2 separate regions of the Mus musculus genome follow, and region 2 is linked to region 1. A link is a contact called in public HiChIP or PLAC-seq data. All regions are on one chromosome and are shown on one strand. Each heading gives the region's core, a stretch centred on a gene start, on an enhancer-like site or on the middle of the called end of the contact. The rest is flanking DNA. Distances are from core to core; before and after follow the strand shown.

Region 1 (3,094 bases), core at 342-2,841:
GTGTCCTTTTATCTACACCCTCTGGAATTCATGACTTCATCTTCTATAATCATTCTTGATACACACACAGACACACCATTACTAAGTCCACTTAGTGTTGCTTGTATGTACGTGTGTTTAGGGATGACTACATGGGACTATATAACATATCACAGGCTTCATCCCTGAAGAAAACTGATAATCCCTTCTTCAGCAGTTATCAGCTTCTTGTAGATCTTCCTCTAGTGGTGGGTCTTGTGAAATCTGCCCCATCCATGTTGGCATGTTAACTGGTGTGGTTAATATGCAGATATTGTATAAGCAACTATGTAGTTGGGACTTCATGAATTTCATGGCAAACCTGTTGTGTCTAGAAGTGACAGTCTTGCATTGGGCATCTGGATCCTCTGAACCTTTCAGTTCTTCTTCCCTCTCTTCCACAGTGCTCCGCAAGCCTTAGGCAGAAAATATATATTCTAGGTGGTCAAACTGAGGCCAAGAGGCTCATAGTCACTTATTCTCTGCAGTGGTGAACAGCCATGAACTTTTCTAAGTTTTCATATCTTGCAAAATGAAGCTTCTTTGGTGATATGTGAAAAGTAAATCTATCTATGAGTATATGGATAGTGTACAGTAAGAAGTTATATTGGTTTAGGGAAATAGCAGTAATAGGTTGCTCTCTATGGCAGTGGTTCTCAACCTATTGTGGCTCCTTTGGCAAACTTCTATTTCCAAAAATTTTTACACTATAACTGACAACTAGCAAAGTTACAGTTATGAAGAAGCAACAAAAATAATTTTATAGTTTGGGTCACCATAATATGAGGAACTATATTAAAGGATAGCATCTCCAGCCATGGGTATACATAAATTCCCTTCTACTGAATGGGCTTTAATTCCAACTAAACAGCTATTGCTTATCCTTAAAATAAAAGTGCAATTGGCTGGGCATGGTGGCACATGCCTTCAATCCCAGTACTCTGGGGGCAGAAGCAGGAAGATCTTTGTGAGTTCAAGGACAATCTAGTCTACATAGAAATTTCCAGGACAGCCAGGACTACATAGAGACAGATTAGGTACTGTATAAAACCCTGCTGAGAGAGGGAAAGGGAGAGGGAGAGGGAGAGGGGGAGGGGGAGGGGGGAGGGGAGGGGGGAGGGGGAGAGAGAGAGAAAGAAAGAAAGAAAGAAAGAAAGAAAGAAAGAAAGAAAGAAAGAAAGAAAGAAAGAAAGAAAGAAAGAGGGAGAGAAAGAAAGAGGGGGAGAAAGAAAGGAAGGAAGGAAGGAAGGAAGGAAGGAAGGAAGGAAGGAAGGAAGGAAGGAAGGAAGGAAGGGAATGGGAACAGAATGAGAAGGGAGGGGAAGGGAAGGAAAGGGAAGGAAAAGAAGGAAGGAAGAAAGAAAATGTGGCTATGATAAATAATCACTATTGTACCACTGGGACATCTTACCTTGCCAGATGGTCATTATTGTCATTGTTAGGGGTGAATAAGTTTACAACCAGGTAGGATTGTTGAATGTCTCTCTCCTGTGGCAGCCTGCACAACACCTCCTGATACTGTAAAAGAATTATCTCAGGGAGAATGGCTCCATGTCAGCTTCATCTCAATTGCTCTAAGTGTTGTGTCTGAAATGTATTGTGTCTTCAGTAATATGGGAAGCAACCGAGGGCAATGGCAATATCCTATGTTGTTTTGGGTGATGCCTTGGATCCCCCTGATCAACAGCACTGGGGGTTTTGTTAGTCTGTGGCTTTGTGGGGGACCATTATCCCCTCATGCAGCAGAACTCCACTAACTCTATATTAATTCTGGGTGTGTTTATAAAAGTAAGTTTATAAGACAATGTTTTTTCCTATAGCTTTTTCAAATACTCTTGGTGTATTTATCTGTCCTTTCTCCTTCTACCCTCCTGGGGTAAGTGCTTTTCCTTATTCATTCCATTCTCCCTTTCTACTTTCCTGACTTCTGCAATTATTCTAGGTTATGTACTTAAATCTAAGAGTTGAGACTCAGTATCACAGAGAGAAGAGAGCATATGGCATTTGACATTTATCTTCCTGGGTCTGGGTTACATCATTCAGTAAAATATTTTCCAGTTCCAGCCACACAATGGAGCTATTTTTAAGTTGAGCCTGCTAAATACTAAAGTGCTATATATACAAGATAAAGATAAAATTCACAGTTTCTTTCAGACTATTGGAGTATGTTTATAGAGGTGATAAGGTTATTGACAGTTCACACCCTATTTTACATTTGTTCTAATCTGTTCCGTAAGAAGAGAGTTCCAATATGAACCAGCAGGACAACCTAAGTGGGGCACATCAATACCACTGATCCAGAGTACATGAACTATGGTTAGTGGCCAGCACTCTGTGTGTGTGTGTGTGTGTGTGTGTGTGTGTGTGTGTGTGTGTGTACACATTCACACATATCAGATAATCAATCAACAAATCATATTCTAGGAGAGAAAACTGACCTCATCAAAACAAAAATAAAGCAATAGATCAAGACTTAAATTCCAGAAGAGAGAATTTTAAATAACGGAAGTTACTGAATGACTCATTCTGGCCCACAGAACAGTAAAAAGAACGTACAATTGATTGAACAACAGCCATGAGCTATGTAACAGTCTGAGTCTTGGGGCCATGGATACAAACCAAAGAAGATCCTTGTGATGAATATCATTAGCCAATTCCCAGCACTCGGGAGGCAGAGGCAGGGAGATTTCTGAGTTCGAGGCCAACCTGGTCTACAAAGTGAGTTCGAGGACAGCCAGGGCTATACAGGGAAACCCTGTCTCGAAAAACCAAAAAAAAAAAAAAAAAAAAAAAAAAAAAAAAAAAAAAAAAAAGAATGAATGAAAAGAAACAGGTACTTTGCAGAATTCTCAGATTTTCAGTACCAAGATTGGAGGAACCCCCTAGGGCATTCTGGCTGCCATATTACACTACATTTAGCTGGCATCTTGATCTTTTCATCTGAAAGAACTGGCTCCCCCCTCCCTAGATTATGCTGCCCATGGGGTCTTTTGAGTTGTGGGGGTCCCTACAAACATTATGACTGTCAGAGAGATGATGCTCATGAGGCAAGAAAGAAATCCAGTTCAACAGATTT
Region 2 (3,094 bases), core at 364-2,863, 91 kb before region 1:
TGTTTAAAGAATAATAAAGAATAATAAGAGGGATATTGAATTACTGGTTGGAGGTAGTTAATCAGTAAAAGAACATACTCTTTTCTGGAACTCCACTCTTGCTGAATTTACTTGGGTCCTACAATGTCTGCACAATTCCTTGATATTGAAAAACAAAAACAAATCTTGGAGCTGAGATGGCTTAGCATTCAAGAGTACTTCTTGCTCTTGCAGAAGATCTAGTCCATTTCCCAACACCCACATGTCAGCTCACAAACATCTATAATAACTCTAGTCTCAGGGGATCATTCGGCCTAAGTAGGCACTGCATACATGTGGTGCACGTATATTCAAGCAGGCAAACACTCATACATATAAAATGAAGTGAATCTAAAAGTGTTTAAAGTTTATGAAAACTATAACACATACAAGAATGTGGTCTCAAAACCTAACTAGAACACAACCAGATAACATTGCCTTCCTGCCATTGATTCTCTTAGGACAGAGGTTCTGACATTCTCTAAACTCTACTGATTGCATCGTCCAGATGCTAGAAGACGTTGTAAAGATCTTCCCTCTTCACTCACCTCTGTTTTTACCTGGGCAGCTGAACCACATAAACCAATTGTAAAACTAATAATTTATATCTTGTCACAAAGAATTCATGACTCTGTTCATTTTCCTGTGACATATTTTAATTTCACCTTGTGCCCTTTTTTTGTAGGGTACCACAATCTTGCCTCCCTGACTGAAGGGCTTGCTTTTAATTTTTTTCACCATAAACCATTCTTTTCATACCATTTCACCTTGCAACCATATTAAATAAACATGAATTCCACAAAGGCTCACAGCTTTTGACTATAAATGGATTGAAACAAACTAATCTAAGCAGGATCTACCAGTATACGTGAAAAGCATTTTCCTCAAATGTTAACTTTATAAAAAAAGAATCAAACTCTTACTTAATAGATTATACATGTAAATTCGTTATTTATTCTGAAAATTTTTATTTTGTTATTATAATTGAAAGACTGTGTTCAATATAGGATTATTAGTATATACCATTACATATACTTACACAAAAAAAACCTGACTTAATATTTTTTGACTTAATATGTTTTGCTTGACAAGTTGCCTTCATCTTCAAAAGATGAAAAGAAATACTATGCTATTTTGGTGCTTCCAGGGGTTTTTGTTAAGTATAAGCTCCCTAAAGGTTGCAGAAGCCTGAAGACTTTGAGTGCCTTAGTCAATTTCACAAAGTTAGCGAATGAGAAAGCCACAATCAGAACTGTGTCCTTTTCCAGGGTTGCTTTGCAGACTGTAGTTCAAAGAGTATTCCTACTGTGATAGGAACACTGAGTAACTTGGAGAAATGTACTCATTATAATGTTTATTTTCTGCTTTTAGATTTAAGTCTTATAGCTCCGTGGTTCGTGTATTTAAAACTTTAATCTAAAATTACTGTCATGTAGATAACAATGACTAGCATCAACTCATGATGCACATAAATTCTAGATTCAGAGGGTCTAAATCTGCACTGTCTTGCCTAAGTAGTCACTTAGTCTTCCCTTTCAAGTGGTGTTTTAAAGTAAAACAAAACAGTTTCAGCAATTGAATCAAGATACACACAGAGAGAGAGAGAGAGAGAGAGAGAGAGAGAGGATGTTTGTGAATGGAGAAAAGAGCCTGTCTTGCAGATGACCTAAATTCCATCCCCAGCACCCACATCAAGCAACTCACAACTGCCTTTAACTCTAGGTCCAGGAGATCAGATCGCTTTGCTCCTCACCCATGGATACCTGCATTCAGAGGCTCATATCCACACACAGATATACACATAATTAAAAATAAAATAAAATTGCTTTTTAATCTGCAGGAGGGAGGTTGACACATGGAATAACAAAAATATTACTGAGAAGCTCACAATAGTTTTTGCTTTTCCACTCATTAGCTAGGAATGTCTTGTGCAGGCTCCACGACCATACCATCAGAACTCTGTTTTATTCCTCATGGCCAGGCTACTGATGTAATGAACTGTGATGAGCACAGTGGAAAACTCTGTGACTTTATATACCTGCAGAATCTGAGCATGGAGAAGACATCAGTCAGTATACTTACAGGCTTTCATTTCATTCCTTTCCTAGCCTCTAGAACTTTCACCTCTCCTCACTCCTTGAACTCCCATCCACCATTTAACTATTTATATTTAATATAAAGAGAATATTTTCTGAGAAAATCATTGTGTCACAGGAGGATTTTTTGTTTTCTTTTTTTTTATTAGATATTTTCTATATTTACATTTTAAATGTTATTCCCTTTCCTGGTTTCCCCTCCAAAAACCCCCTATTCCCTCCCCCCTTCCCCTGGTCACCAACTCCCACACCCCCACTTCCTATTCCTAGCATTTCCCTACAATGGGGAATAGAGCCTTCACAGGATGAAAGGCCTCTCCTCCCATTGATGACTGACAGGGCCATCATCTGCTACATATGGATCCCTTCACGTGTACTCTTTGGTTGGTAGTTTAGTCCCTGGGAGCTCTGAGGATACTGGTTCATAATTGTTGTTCCTCCTGTGGGGCTGCAAACCCCTTCACACTTGATCACATATCTTTGATCACTACCATTCTTTTTTTCATTTTGAAATTACAAAAAGCAAAAAGCAACCAAAAGTTTGGGATGGTTGGGAGGACATGCATGTGCTATTTTGACTATAATTCAAAGTGAATAGGGATTTCAAGGTAGAGAGATTTATCTTGAACTACGTTTGAGAAACTAAGATATGGTATTGACATTATACTTTTATCAACATTCATATGCCAGGTTGAAAGGAACTTCTTCATTTCCTTTCATAAAGGAGACGGCACCAAAGCCTAGTGTCCAGGTTAGATTAACAGGGCACATAGTTGAAAAGAGAGAAAGGACTCTCTTAAGTTGTCCTTTGATCTGAACATGTGTGCTGTGGCACACGCACACACATACATACACACACAATGTACAAACACACACACAGCATGAAACAGATAAGATTTCTTAATAGACAGAGATTCAAAATGCTTAAGGAAATAAAAGAACACACAGCAGTCATAAAATAGGCATAAATTGTCAAGAAA

The links. HiChIP or PLAC-seq counts read pairs in DNA pulled down with a chosen protein or histone mark.
Region 2: an H3K4me3 HiChIP or PLAC-seq map of the SCID.adh cell line shows a contact between it and region 1, with 5 times the contacts expected there. The contact joins two enhancer-like sites. A contact is called at or near these places in 6 of 39 promoter capture datasets (the HPC-7 cell line, HPC-7-derived erythroid cells, embryonic stem cells and 2 more), 1 of 15 datasets of contacts at CTCF or cohesin (the G1E-ER4 cell line), 2 of 484 Hi-C or Micro-C datasets (bone marrow-derived DN2 thymocytes and pre-megakaryocyte-erythroid progenitors), 2 of 115 datasets of contacts at active chromatin or transcription factors (the SCID.adh cell line and T-cell acute lymphoblastic leukemia) and 3 of 9 other capture datasets (adipose tissue, liver and macrophages).

The regions. Positions count from the first base shown.
Region 1 is chr3:20,236,313-20,239,406 of GRCm38.p6, reverse strand. All of the region lies in intron 3 of Cpa3 (carboxypeptidase A3, mast cell), which reads left to right. Among named protein-coding and RNA genes, the nearest start is that of Cpa3, 4.3 kb to the left of the region's middle. Within about 2 kb of position 1,591, at least 4 of the 459 cell types and tissues checked have an H3K27ac peak or open chromatin away from gene starts, as enhancers often do. A contact at or near this core is called in the SCID.adh cell line, where this site is marked.
Region 2 is chr3:20,327,075-20,330,168 of GRCm38.p6, reverse strand. The region is part of intron 1 of Agtr1b (angiotensin II receptor, type 1b); the gene reads left to right. Among named protein-coding and RNA genes, the nearest start is that of Agtr1b, 39 kb to the left of the region's middle. Within about 2 kb of position 1,613, at least 1 of the 459 cell types and tissues checked has an H3K27ac peak or open chromatin away from gene starts, as enhancers often do. A contact at or near this core is called in the SCID.adh cell line, where this site is marked.